Regions from separate parts of the Mus musculus genome. Here all the other regions are linked to region 2. A link is a contact called in public promoter capture Hi-C data. All regions are on one chromosome and are shown on one strand. The core of a region is the stretch at or near the end of the contact, and the rest is flanking DNA. Distances in the headings are between cores, read along the strand shown. Region 1 overlaps Tdrd12 (tudor domain containing 12). Region 2 holds the start of Gpatch1 (G patch domain containing 1). Region 3 holds the start of Tdrd12 (tudor domain containing 12). Region 4 holds the start of Slc7a10 (solute carrier family 7 (cationic amino acid transporter, y+ system), member 10).

What was found. Promoter capture Hi-C pulls out the DNA fragments that hold promoters and counts their contacts.
Region 1: a promoter capture Hi-C map of hippocampal neurons shows a contact between it and region 2, with 3 times the contacts expected there. The contact joins the enhancer-like site here to the promoter of Gpatch1 in region 2. A contact is called at or near these places in 1 of 39 promoter capture datasets (hippocampal neurons), 3 of 484 Hi-C or Micro-C datasets (cardiomyocytes and nephron progenitors), 3 of 115 datasets of contacts at active chromatin or transcription factors (embryonic stem cells and epiblast stem cells) and 2 of 9 other capture datasets (liver and pancreatic islet).
Region 3: a promoter capture Hi-C map of the HPC-7 cell line shows a contact between it and region 2. The contact joins the promoter of Tdrd12 here to the promoter of Gpatch1 in region 2. A contact is called at or near these places in 6 of 39 promoter capture datasets (the C10 cell line, the HPC-7 cell line, embryonic stem cells and 2 more), 1 of 115 datasets of contacts at active chromatin or transcription factors (embryonic stem cells) and 2 of 9 other capture datasets (liver and pancreatic islet).
Region 4: a contact with region 2 is called in a promoter capture Hi-C map of embryonic stem cells. The contact joins the promoter of Slc7a10 here to the promoter of Gpatch1 in region 2. A contact is called at or near these places in 2 of 39 promoter capture datasets (the 3T3-L1 cell line and embryonic stem cells) and 1 of 115 datasets of contacts at active chromatin or transcription factors (embryonic stem cells).

The regions. Positions count from the first base shown.
Region 1 is chr7:35,500,660-35,503,525 of GRCm38.p6, forward strand. Tdrd12 (tudor domain containing 12) reads right to left here. Exons shown (of 31, transcript NM_001368387.1): 10 at 731-811. Among named protein-coding and RNA genes, the nearest start is that of Tdrd12, 36 kb to the right of the region's middle. Within about 2 kb of position 1,567, at least 10 of the 459 cell types and tissues checked have an H3K27ac peak or open chromatin away from gene starts, as enhancers often do. A contact at or near this core is called in epiblast stem cells and hippocampal neurons, where this site is marked.
Region 2 is chr7:35,317,131-35,319,866 of GRCm38.p6, forward strand. It overlaps Gpatch1 (G patch domain containing 1), which reads right to left and starts at 1,310. Exons shown (of 20, transcript NM_026181.1): 1 at 1,211-1,310. The coding sequence starts at 1,283.
Region 3 is chr7:35,536,242-35,539,199 of GRCm38.p6, forward strand. It overlaps Tdrd12 (tudor domain containing 12), which reads right to left and starts at 1,474. Exons shown (of 31, transcript NM_001368387.1): 1 at 1,273-1,474. The coding sequence starts at 1,296.
Region 4 is chr7:35,184,940-35,187,639 of GRCm38.p6, forward strand. Slc7a10 (solute carrier family 7 (cationic amino acid transporter, y+ system), member 10) reads left to right here and starts at 1,446. Exons shown (of 11, transcript NM_017394.4): 1 at 1,446-1,711. The coding sequence starts at 1,543. It overlaps Gm38988 (a long non-coding RNA gene), which reads right to left and starts at 18. Exons shown (of 4, transcript XR_003946743.1): 1 at 1-18.

The DNA.
Region 1 (2,866 bases), core at 317-2,816, 180 kb after region 2:
CAAGAGCACTAACTGCTCTTCCAGTGGTCCTAAGTTCAATTCCCAGTACACACATGGTGGCTCACAAACATCTGTAATGGTATCTGATGTCCTCTTCTGGTGTGTCTTAAGAGAGCAACAGTGTACTCACATACATAAAATAAATAATTTTTTGTTGTTTTTTTTGTTTTTTGTGACAGGGTTTCTCTGTGTAGCCCTGGCTGTCCTGGAGCTCACTCTGTAGACCAGGCTGGCCTCGAACTCAGAAATCCACCTGCCTCTGCCTCCCAAAAATCAGAGCTTGGGTATGAACCAGTTTTGTGAATTAAACAAGAATAAAATAAAATTACTTTGCTGTGAGAGAGGAGGAGGTGGACCCATTTAACATCAGAAAACTGGGAAGGAAAGCAAGCATCACCCATCAAAATGAATAGCTGTAAGACGGATAAGACTGTATCAAGCACCGTTTAAACCCTGCCCACCTCACTGCAGGAATCAGGGTAAGGGTGATCCCTTCCACCAGAATGATGGGGATTTAACCTGACCACCCTGACAGAGCTTACAAACCTACAGGGGACTTCCTGAATATTTACTGTCTTATGGGACTGGAGGTTTGAAGTCAACAACATTAAAGGTAAATTCGTGCTTATCGTTTTATACAATTATTTCAATAAACAATTCAAGTCAGGGAAAAGAGAAACCAAGCAAACGAACTAATTCAGCCCAAACAAACAAACAAACCCAGCCTTACTTTACACAGCCGTTCTTCTCGTCACAGTCTTTCTTTTCAGTCAACCGCAGTGGCTTCTCATTCGGCCTCTGGCTAGACCCACTGGAGACCAAAACACATTAAAAGATTTATTCACAAGTTAATACAGGCAATTCCCAATGCTATTGGTTGACCACTAGAACCTAGATAATAAGCCCCTGTTGCTGAGAAAACCACATGCCTCCACTGCAAGACACAGAAAAACTGTTGGGGGTCAGGGTCCTGTCCTTGTCTGTGTGCCCTGCCCACCCCTTTAGCAGGAGTAGCTGCTAAAGAAATAAAAACAGAAACCAAACAACAACAGTAACAAAAACAAAATAAAACAAACAACAAAACCAAAAACCCACAAAACAAAAAGCTCCTAAACTCAAACAGAGTGAAATCCCTGGTGGAAGGAAGAAGCCAGAAAGCAGCAGGCAGCCTCCAAGAACTGCTGGAGTAGCCAGGAACGACCAGGAGTTTCCTTACTAGTTCCCTATTCCTGCAAAGGCAGCCGCCTGGGAACCTGTGTTCTCCCTCCACCAGGCCTACATCTCTTTCCTGGTGGTCCTATTTCTCATCTCCTCACATCCAACCAATCGGGAGCAAGAGGGTAGTTATATAAATTCGGTGTGCTGGGGCTTCCAAGTCAGAGCTGCTTAGGCTCTTACAGAAGAAGAGGAGAAGACCCCCACCCCCAGCCTAGCCCCAGGGGCCCCTGTTTCCCAGCTGGCTCGCTCATCAGTCTGTCTTCAAGACTAGCCAGGTACAGACTGAGTGAGGCTGCAACCCTGAGCTACCAGCCATAGGGACTCATTCCTGCCGCAGCCTCTAACACTCACTGCCCTCTGCAGGGCTGTGGAAGGAAGGTCTTCCCTGAAGCTGCTTTCAGCTTCCAAAACCCACTGCTTCAGATTTCCGCCACTCCATCTTCCTGATCTGTAGCTTCAGAGATTCCTGGCTTGAAGACCTGCTATTCTAGAGACCCCATGGAGACAGAAGACTGCTCCTCCTGGTCCTCCTGACCTGCAGACTTCCTTTGCAAGGGACAGCTCTCAGCTAGCATCCCAAGGCTCTCTGGGAGCCTCAGAGTTGTAATACTTACCCCAACTGCAGTGTCTCTTGGCTAGCATCTCTTGCTACTGAGAGTTTAAATGTTTCATTTAAGTCTGACATGGCACTCTCTTTTACATTGTTTTATCCTGTTTAAAGCAGTTAGTCTTGAACTGACAACGTACTTTCCTGTTTATATTTCTGCAGTCTCCCCAAACCATCCTTGGAGGAGGATTTGACAGAAGAACAAATCCTACTCACTGCTTCAAAACAAGGCTGGGACTGGGCGGCAAGCTTTTCTCCAATTGTTTAACCCACAAACATAACAATTTTCTGGAAATCTGTAAAAAGTAGTGGTAAGGAAGCACTTCACCTACCCAGACACGCTTGCTTCTGTGAGAACGGGGCTCAGCACTGACTGTGAAACCATGCCGGGCTGGCCGCAGCCTCTCTGCTAGTGAAACTGGTTTACTTCTAGAAACTGAGTCCAAAGCAACTGAGTGCTGGAAGCAGGACTCTGGAGATTTCTTGCTCTTCCCCTCCTCTATCAGGCTGAGGATAGCCTAGATACTGAACTGCACAGCAAATGTAGCTATCAGAACTCCTAATCAAGACGCCTCTGGCATATCAAAGAAATGAGAGGCAGGGCCCTTCTTCAGTCTCAGGAATTCTAGTTGTTTTTCTGTCTCTCTGTTTTCTTCTAGTCCTGCTCCAAGACCATATTCAATGTCAGTAATTCTAACCCTATCAGCAATGTGCCCTAAATTCCAGAAGAAAATCCATCACTGAACTCAGAGGAAAGGTGAGCCTGTGATCCGTGTGAAGGGGGAATCTCCACCATCTTATTCCTGCTGCTGATTTGTTCCCTAAGTGGCCTAAACAAAGCACACAGCAATTTCCCCCAGAACTACAGCTCTCCTGTGGATCCTTTGATGTTACCATGTGCATCTTAACGAGGACAGGGGTATAGTCAGAGACTTTGGAGAACTACTCTTGACTTTCTCCAACCTTGTACGCTGCTAAGCTGTGCTTGCTGTGGCCTGTGCTTACTCACCCTGCACAGCCACCGTGCTGTTCATGGGGTGA
Region 2 (2,736 bases), core at 60-2,559:
GCGGCAGTGGGGGGAAGCCTCACCAACAAAAGTCTACAGGTAACTTCTGGTCCACCACTGTGACTCCTCTATCTTCCCCACAATGTTAGCACTCCCATCAGCGGTATGGACACCCAGTAGATAAACCTAGTCATTAAGTGAAACAGACCGGAAACGCCACAGAGCCTTGCTTCATCTTACCTTCACCCCTGTATTTCTGTATTTCACGAGCAACTCCAGTCAACACCGGTCAAGTCTGCTCCATGCAAAACCTACTCAACAGCTGTTGCTGCTAACTCTCCAGTCCACACAACCACAGTCTCCCTGCTTCATTCCTGCCCACCCCCCAAGGAAACTACTCTCAAAATTAAAGCAAACATAATGTTAAAACATGCATCCTGCCAGGCATGGCACTACACACCTTTAACACCAGCACCTGAGAGGCAGAGGCTGCTAAAATACTGTGAGTCCAGCCAAGTGGAGCTAGCAAGGCCCTGTTCCCCCCCCCCCAAAAAAAAAGTAAAAGGGAAGAAATGCATTTCTCTTTGTGTAAACTGAACCAATACCCGTAGTATAAGAGCCAAACTCCTGGCTGGGTGTGACGGCACACAGCTGCAAACCAAGCACATGTTACACAAGAATAGGAGGATCAAGAGTTCAAGTCCAGTCTGGGCTATAAAGTGGGGTTTGATGTCAGCATGGGTTACATGAGACCCTGTCAGAAAAAGGAAAGATTCCAATTCTTGGGGTTGGATATGTAGCTCAGTTGTAACACACTAGCCTAGAATGCACGAGGTTCCCTCCTCAGGGACACACACACTCCAGATTCCTTACCATGGCAAGGGCCACCCACACGAATCCTGACTATCCCTAGACTGCTAAGCTGTCTGCCACTTTAAGGGATTTCCTATCTCAAGTGTTTCTCCCCAGATTTTCCAGGTCTGGTTTCTTTTACTTTCAAGGACGGGTGCAAACGTTGCCTCGGGACAAGAGACTGACTGACCGCCCTCCATCATACCCATGTTGCCTAGTCATTCCTGCATCTCCCAGCCCTCCGCGTCCTTCTCTGCCCCCCGAGAACGCGGCGCCCAAGTGCAGTGCACAAGCCTCTCCAGCGTGTTCCCTGTGCCCACAGCGAGCGAGCCCAGACCCAGGACGAGATGTCGCTGTCGCCCACGTGCTGGACTCTCAGCCTGCGCCCTTCAGACACCGCCGGCCATCGGACCCGCACCTTCGTCCAGAGGCTCCAGGCCCGTTCCATAGCTGATCAGATCCTCGTCGCTGTCACTGTCCAGCGCCGCCATCCTGCTCCTTCCGGGCTCCGCCCCCTCGCTACGGGAGCCTCTATAGGCCAAAAACATTCAGTTTCGCTTCTGTGAACTGGAGCATTCTATAAAGACTTGTTTGAGGGGGAAATGTCACCTCCTCCTCGCAAATCATAGTCCTATGCAAGTCCGACTGCAGATAAGATTTGTATCTGTGCCGGGAAGTGATAGCGCACGCCTTTAATCCTAACAGTCAGGAGGCAGAGGCAGGAGAATCTCTGAGTTCGAGGCCAGCTTGGTCTACAAAGAAAGTTTCAGGACAATGAAAGCTACACAAAAAAACCCTGTCTCGTCTCGAGAAAAAAAAAAAAAGAAGAAGAAGAAAACGAAAACAAACAAACAACAAAAACAATATTGGTCTCTGTACACCCCATCCTGGCTCTGCCATGCGCCTGAGTACTGGAAGGACACAGCGATAAGATGCTGGAAACCAAATATTCGGACGCAGGGCAGAGTCTCTGTAATTCCGTACAGCCAGTCCTGCGACTGGCTCCTTCGCCCCTGCTTAATTGCCTCAGCCAGCAATAAGTGCCAACCCGATCTTCCACCGGTCCCAACCAGCTTCCGGAAAAGTGCTTGCCCAGTGGCCACTGTCTGGCCCTCTACACCGGAAATGGGAAGGAACCAACAGGCAGATGTGTCTTTAGTGCACATCGTATGAATCGGGCCACACACACACTCACACACAATATACTTGTCATCTTTATATTTGCAAAAGTGAGGCCCCCTCCTAGACTTTTGGAAGGATTTGCCGACCCTGAGAATATCAGAACCCTGCACGCTAAGGAAATTGGTGAAAGACAAGAAACAAGATATCAAGCATGGATAGAGAGCTGGACATCAGCCTAAACTACACAATGAGACACTATAATAAATAATCAAATAATTAGAAAAGAGAGAGAGAAGCAGACCAAGTGGGCTAAGAATGAGAGGTCCTTCAGAAAATCTAAGGTACAGACATCTGCCAATGGGCGCTGTTATCTCACTTCACAAGCTTGGCCAAGACGTGGGGGGGCGGGGGGGGGTGTGATTCAGCCTGGCTTGGTGACTCACACTTTTAATCTCAGCACTCAAGAGGCAGAGGCAGAGGCAGAGGCAGAGGCAGAGGCAGAGGCAGAGGCAGAGGCAGAGGCAGAGGCAGAGGCAGAGGCAGAGGCAGAGGCAGAGGCAGAGGAGGCAGAGGAGGCAGAGGCAGAGACAGAGGAGGCAGAGGAGGCAGAGGAGGCAGAGGCAGGGGGATTTCTATGAGTTTAATGTCAGCCTAGTTGTCTAAGTGAGTCCAGGGCTGCCAGGCCTCTGTTACATAGAGAAAGTGTCTCGAAAGCAAATAAACAAACAAACAGATGGTTGTGAACCACTGGGAATTGAACTCAGGAAGAGCAGTCAGTGCTCTTAATCACTGAGCCATCGCTCCAGCCCCTTCCTTTAATTT
Region 3 (2,958 bases), core at 224-2,723, 220 kb after region 2:
ACTTCTCTGTAGAGGGAAGAACAAAGGTCTTGTCCACACAGATAAACACTGAAGAAGCCGAAAGGTTAAACACACAGCTTACCTATTCAATGGAACGAGGTGCACAGCTGCTCCTCCTGGACTGCCAAGAATGATGTGGTTTTACAACCTGGTGACCCTTGGCTTCGATGAGACAAGCTCTGCCCCTATCTCCCAGAATTCACGTTTATACATCCCAGATCTTCCCTCTAAATCTTGAACATTGCTTTTAGACCATAAGCCTAACGAAATCTGATACCCTCTTCTGGAGTGTCTGAAGACAGCTACAGTGTACTAACATATAATAAATAAATAATAAATAAATAAATCTTTTTAAAAAGATTCATAGTTAAAAAAATAAAAATTAAAAATAAAAATAAAATCTTTAGCCAGGCATGGTGGCGCCTGCCTTTAATCCCAGCAGAGGCAGAGGCAGGTGGATTTCTGAGTTCGAGGCCAGCCTGGTCTACAAAGTGAGTTCCAGGACAGCCAGGGCTATACAGAGAAACCCTGTCTCGAAAAACCAAAAAAAAAAATAAATAAAATAAAATCTTTAATGATGCTTGACATGCTGGATACAGTAGTGCACAACTTTGATCCCAGCACTGGAGAGGCAAAAAGGCAGGTTGATCTCTGTTAAGTTCAAGGCCAGCTTGGTCTCTATATCGAGTACCAAGCAAGCCAGGGCTACAGAGTTAAGCAACTAAAATTAAATGCATTTGTTAAAATAAGCGGGACCTGTAGGAGGAGTCAGGAAAAGGTGATTGCCAACAGGCCTACCTACCTGAATTCAATCCTCAGATCTGTTGCCCTCTGCATGTGTGCCATGGCACAGGCACTCCCACAGGGATAACACACACACACACACACACACACACACGTAAATTTTAAAATAAGTGACCATACCAAGGTTACAAGGCCTAAGTTTACAGAATAAATTTAATTGTAACTGATCGGTTCCCCAATGAATATTTCATTTGGGGAGGTGATGTTTGTTAGACAGGGTCTCACTATGTAGCCCAGGCTGGCCCAGAACTCACTGTGATTTATTTTCCTGCATGCTCCACTGAGGTCAGTTCATATACTGGATAATTGAAGTATATTAACATTTTGCCACCCCATCTGCAACCAGGGAATGCATCTGCGTCACTCACTTAATCGGAACGCAAGCCTACGGCACCCGAGTTTTGGGGCCCCCAAGATGGCAGCCGCACGTGGGGAAGCTGCTCGAGGAAGGCCTCGGGCACTCCTCACCTTCAGCACCAGGACCTCGAACATCCTGGCCCTTCTCTCACAGAGGAGATCACAGCACACAGACGGGGAGACAGCACGCGGAGTGAGAGTGAGCGTCCCTCACCACCGACAAAAAGACCTGGCCTGGGAGCCTCTGCACCACCAGCCTTCGTAAGCCCCTAGCATGCACGCACTCCTAACGGCCGGCGCTCACCACGCTCCTGCGCACAGGGCTCCAGAAGGCTAGAAAGCACATGCGCACCAACGGCCTGGATAATGGCCTGGCTGCGCACTGCGCCACCCTCAGGCTGGGCGGTGAACTACAGGGCTAGGAAGGATGCATGGTGCAACCTGTATGGGGTTTTACTTGTGTTCCCCTCCCTCCCCCCCATGGAGTGACTGCATGCAAGCCAAGTCTTTAGCAGTATTGCCTGGCAGGAAACCCTGCTCTCCACTCCCCTTGGACCAGCTTGCATCCTCTGTCATAGCACTTATGGGCCTCTCCTATATCAATATCTGACTTTGGCTTGCAACCATCACAGGGTGTTCTAATCAGCCACCCAGATTTTGTGTCTTCCTGGCATCATTTCCACCGGACCACATTCTGGAAAAGACCCCACCTCCTGAGCCAGGTTCTACCCACACTTGTACGTTATTGTGGCAGCATAGGTTTGTTTGTTTGTTTTTCGAGGCAGGGTTTCTCTGTATAGCCCTGGATGTGGCTGTGCCCTGGATGTGGCTGTCCTGGAACTCACTCTGTAGACCAGGCTGACCTTGAACTCAGAAATCTGCCTGCCTCTGCCTCCGTATTAAGGCATGTGCCATCACTGCCTGGTCATAGGTTTTTTTTTTTTAAATATTTATTTATTTATTTATTTATTTATTTATTTATTATATGTAAGTACACTGTAGCTGTCTTCAGACACTCCAGAAGAGGGCATCAGATTTCGTTATGGATGGTTGTGAGCCACCATGTGGTTGCTGGGATTTGAAATCAGGACCTTTGGAAGAGCAGTCGGCGCTCTTAACCACTGAGCCATCTCACCAGCCCTCAGAGGGGGTTTTTAACTCCTATTTTCTGATCTTGTATCCTGAGACAGACATAGTGGTTCTAAGTTACATGTGATTACATTGAAACAAAAGACACAGAAGCACAGGGAGGGTTAGCTATCAGTGCTGTCTTGCGCATCAGCAACAAACAAGAAGTGGAATTAAAGGAACCATGACTCTGCCGACCCAAATAATTTTACAAATGAATTCTTTGATGGTTGAATTTTGGGGAAAAAAAAAATGCTTGAGTTTGTATTCAATTGTAGTCATCTACTGGTAGGGAATTAGGATGGCAACAAAGAGACTTCCGGTTTCAAGAACGTGTGGAACTAGGAGGGGACGGAGGGGATCATGTGTTTAGGAAACAATGTGCATCCAGTTTTAAAAGTAAGCTTGATGCTAGAGAGATCATTCAATGTGCAAAGCGCTTGTTGCCACATTCATATGAAGATGTGAGTTTGATCCCTAGATTCCATTTTTAAAAAGCTATGTTTGGTGATGCAGTCAGTCTCAGTGCCGGAAAGGAAGAAACAGAAACAGGCAGATCCATGGGACTTGATGACCAGCAAGCCTGACCTGCCTCATAAGCATCAGTGGGGCGAAAAGACAAGAAAAAGAAAAGTGTGGCTAGGTAGATGGTTCAGAGTGAGGAGTTGC
Region 4 (2,700 bases), core at 196-2,695, 130 kb before region 2:
AGTGTCCTGGGTATCAGGACCGCTCTCCCCTATCCCAGCCCACCCCAGCCTGACCCAGCACCGCACGAGGTTCCTTTAAGAGAGTCTTGCCACGTTCAGCTTATCGTCTCTGGGGCGGGAGGCAGAGGTCGCCAAGAATGTTGGGCTTCGTCGGGAGTGCGAAGGATGAAGCTCTGCCGAGTGGCTTCCCCCTCCTGGTCCCCCCAGAGTCCTCCCTCTTCTATTTATCAAGTCCCCGCCCCAATTTCGAAGTACCAGGCCCTGGCCAAGACCCCACCTCCGTGCTCCGCCCCCAGCCCAGGCTCTTGGGCTCCTGAACTCGTCCCATCTCGGGTCCTCCCTGCCCTTCCCCAGCAAACTCTGAGGCCGCGATCGGGGGAAGGACCGGTGGCCCCGAGTGGCCTCATCCTCATGCAGGGGACGGCGCGACGCAGCTATCGCCAGCAACACACAAAAGCTGTTCCGCCGTCGGCCACACCGTGCCAGCCTCGCTCCGCCCGCCGCCCCGGTGGCCCCGACGCGGCCCTGCTCCCTCGCACCACCCGCGCATGAATTTGCCCCGCGATCTGGGCTGCACCGCCCAATGGCTTCCGGGAGGAGGCAGGCTTCCCAGGATCCTGGGCCCGATACCTCCTTGCTACCACAATTGTTCTCTTCCCGTCTCTCTGGCACTTCCAGCGGTCTGGTCACCTTGAGCCATGCTAGACGGCCTGGGCCAAAGTCCCAGTCCACTGTGCCCTGACTGACCTGTGTAGAGGAGTCTGCGGTGGGGACCTAAGGCTGGACCCGAAGAGGAATTAGGGGATGCTGAGGCAGGGATAGATTTGATGGTGATGGGGACTGTCCCAAACTCCCAGGATGCCCGGGGCCCCACTGGGGTCTCCTTATCTTCAACTCTTCTCAAGCCTTTTGCCTTCAGAATTGTTTTAAGGACAGTCTCCATTCATCCCAAATGACTCAGTCAGGACCGCCTAGAGGCCAGGGAGCTATCAAAAAGTCTTCATGGAGACCGTGCCACTGTCAGGCTAATTGCCGCTAGGCGGTGGTTTTCAACCTGTGCAATGCCCACCCTTCACAAATGGGGCTTGAGGGATTTAGAAAGTACAGGCTGGGGCATGCAGCACCGCCTACCCCAGCACGTCTTGCTCACACTCCTTGAGCGCAGGGACAGCCTGGTCTTTGAGCTCTTCTCCCCCACCTCACCCAAGTCTGGGTGTAGCCCCTTCGTTCACTCAACTAGGAAGTCCTTTCTAAGTCTGATCCCAGTCCCCTCCTGTCTCCCCTGACTAGGGTTGGGGGTGGGGGGGAAGGGGGAGTTCCCTTTAAGGGCGGTGGGGGAGGGGGCTGCCGGCCGTCCCTCCTTCCGTCCCTCCCTGGATCCAGCCGCCCGGGGGCCCCCGGGGGCCCGGGCCCCGTGCCAGCGCATGCGCCCGCCTGTGGGCGCTGTCCCGGGCTGCGAGGGCCGCGAGCGCACCGACAGACGAACCGACCGACGGAGGACTGGCTGCGGGCCGGACAGACGGGGTAGCGCAGGGAACTGGGATGAGGCGGGACAGCGACATGGCAAGCCACATACAACAGCCAGGCGGGCACGGGAACCCCGGCCCTGCGCCCTCGCCTTCCCCGGGCCCTGGTCCCGGCCCGGGCGCCTCGGAGCGGGTGGCACTCAAGAAAGAGATCGGGCTGGTGAGCGCTTGCACCATCATCATCGGTGAGTAGGGCGTACATAGCGTGGAAGTACTGGGGGAACCCCTTTATGTTCCTCCCTCACGAAGACCATAAGACCACAGGGGCAAAGGAACCCTTCGAGCACCTGCTGCCATAGCTGGAGAATACACTTGACCCCATTCGGAACAGAACCTGGCAAACCAGTCACAAAACTTCTTGCCCTCACCTCCCCAACCTCTCTGAAAATTTGCGCCTGGAAGGGGGTGGGGGTTCGGGTGGGGGCTTTCCTTGCTGCAACCCTCCCCTGGCCTTCACTCAGCTGAGGGGCTTTACCAAGGCAAGTCCCCTGTTCCCACCTAGGAAACGGAAATAATTGCTAGGCCTGGCTTGAGTGGCAAGTTCTGGGCTGCAGGGCAGCCTGTGTGCATCCCTACTGTGTGCCAGATTCAAGTGCCAGGGAAGTGAAGCCATCTGTTCTTGGAAAGCAGGAAGGTAAATGGCCGGGTAGAGTCTAAAGCAAGGGTTAAAGGCCACGAAGCTGACCTTCCTGGCAGAGGTGGCCACAGAATCCGAGGAGAGGTAGCGAAGTAGCCAGGAGCAGACCAAGCCTCCAGGAGAGCACCCACTCAGCCCTGGGATCCAAGTGAGCACTCTCGTGATCTGGTGGCATCTGAATGGGTGCTCTCATGGCCTGGCCCCTCTCGCTCTTCCTACAGATGGTGCTTTTTGCATAGGTAGAATGCCCCGGGGACAGGGTTGGGCAGCAACCCCACCTCTGTCTGTCCCTTGACTCCTGAAGGAGAACTGGACTAGACCTCTTGGGCGGGGCCTTTTCTGATTCCCTGTGCCCAGGAGTTGGGGGTCTAAAAGAGCAGTAATTGGGGTCTTGATTGTCCCCTTTCCCAGCCAGTAGGAAGTGGCACACAGTAGGGATGCAGCCAAATAGCTCTCTTTCTGCCCTTTGACCCCTGGAGATAGAGAAAGGCTGAAGTGTGTGTGTGTGTGTGTGTGTGTGTGTGTGATCTTTACCTT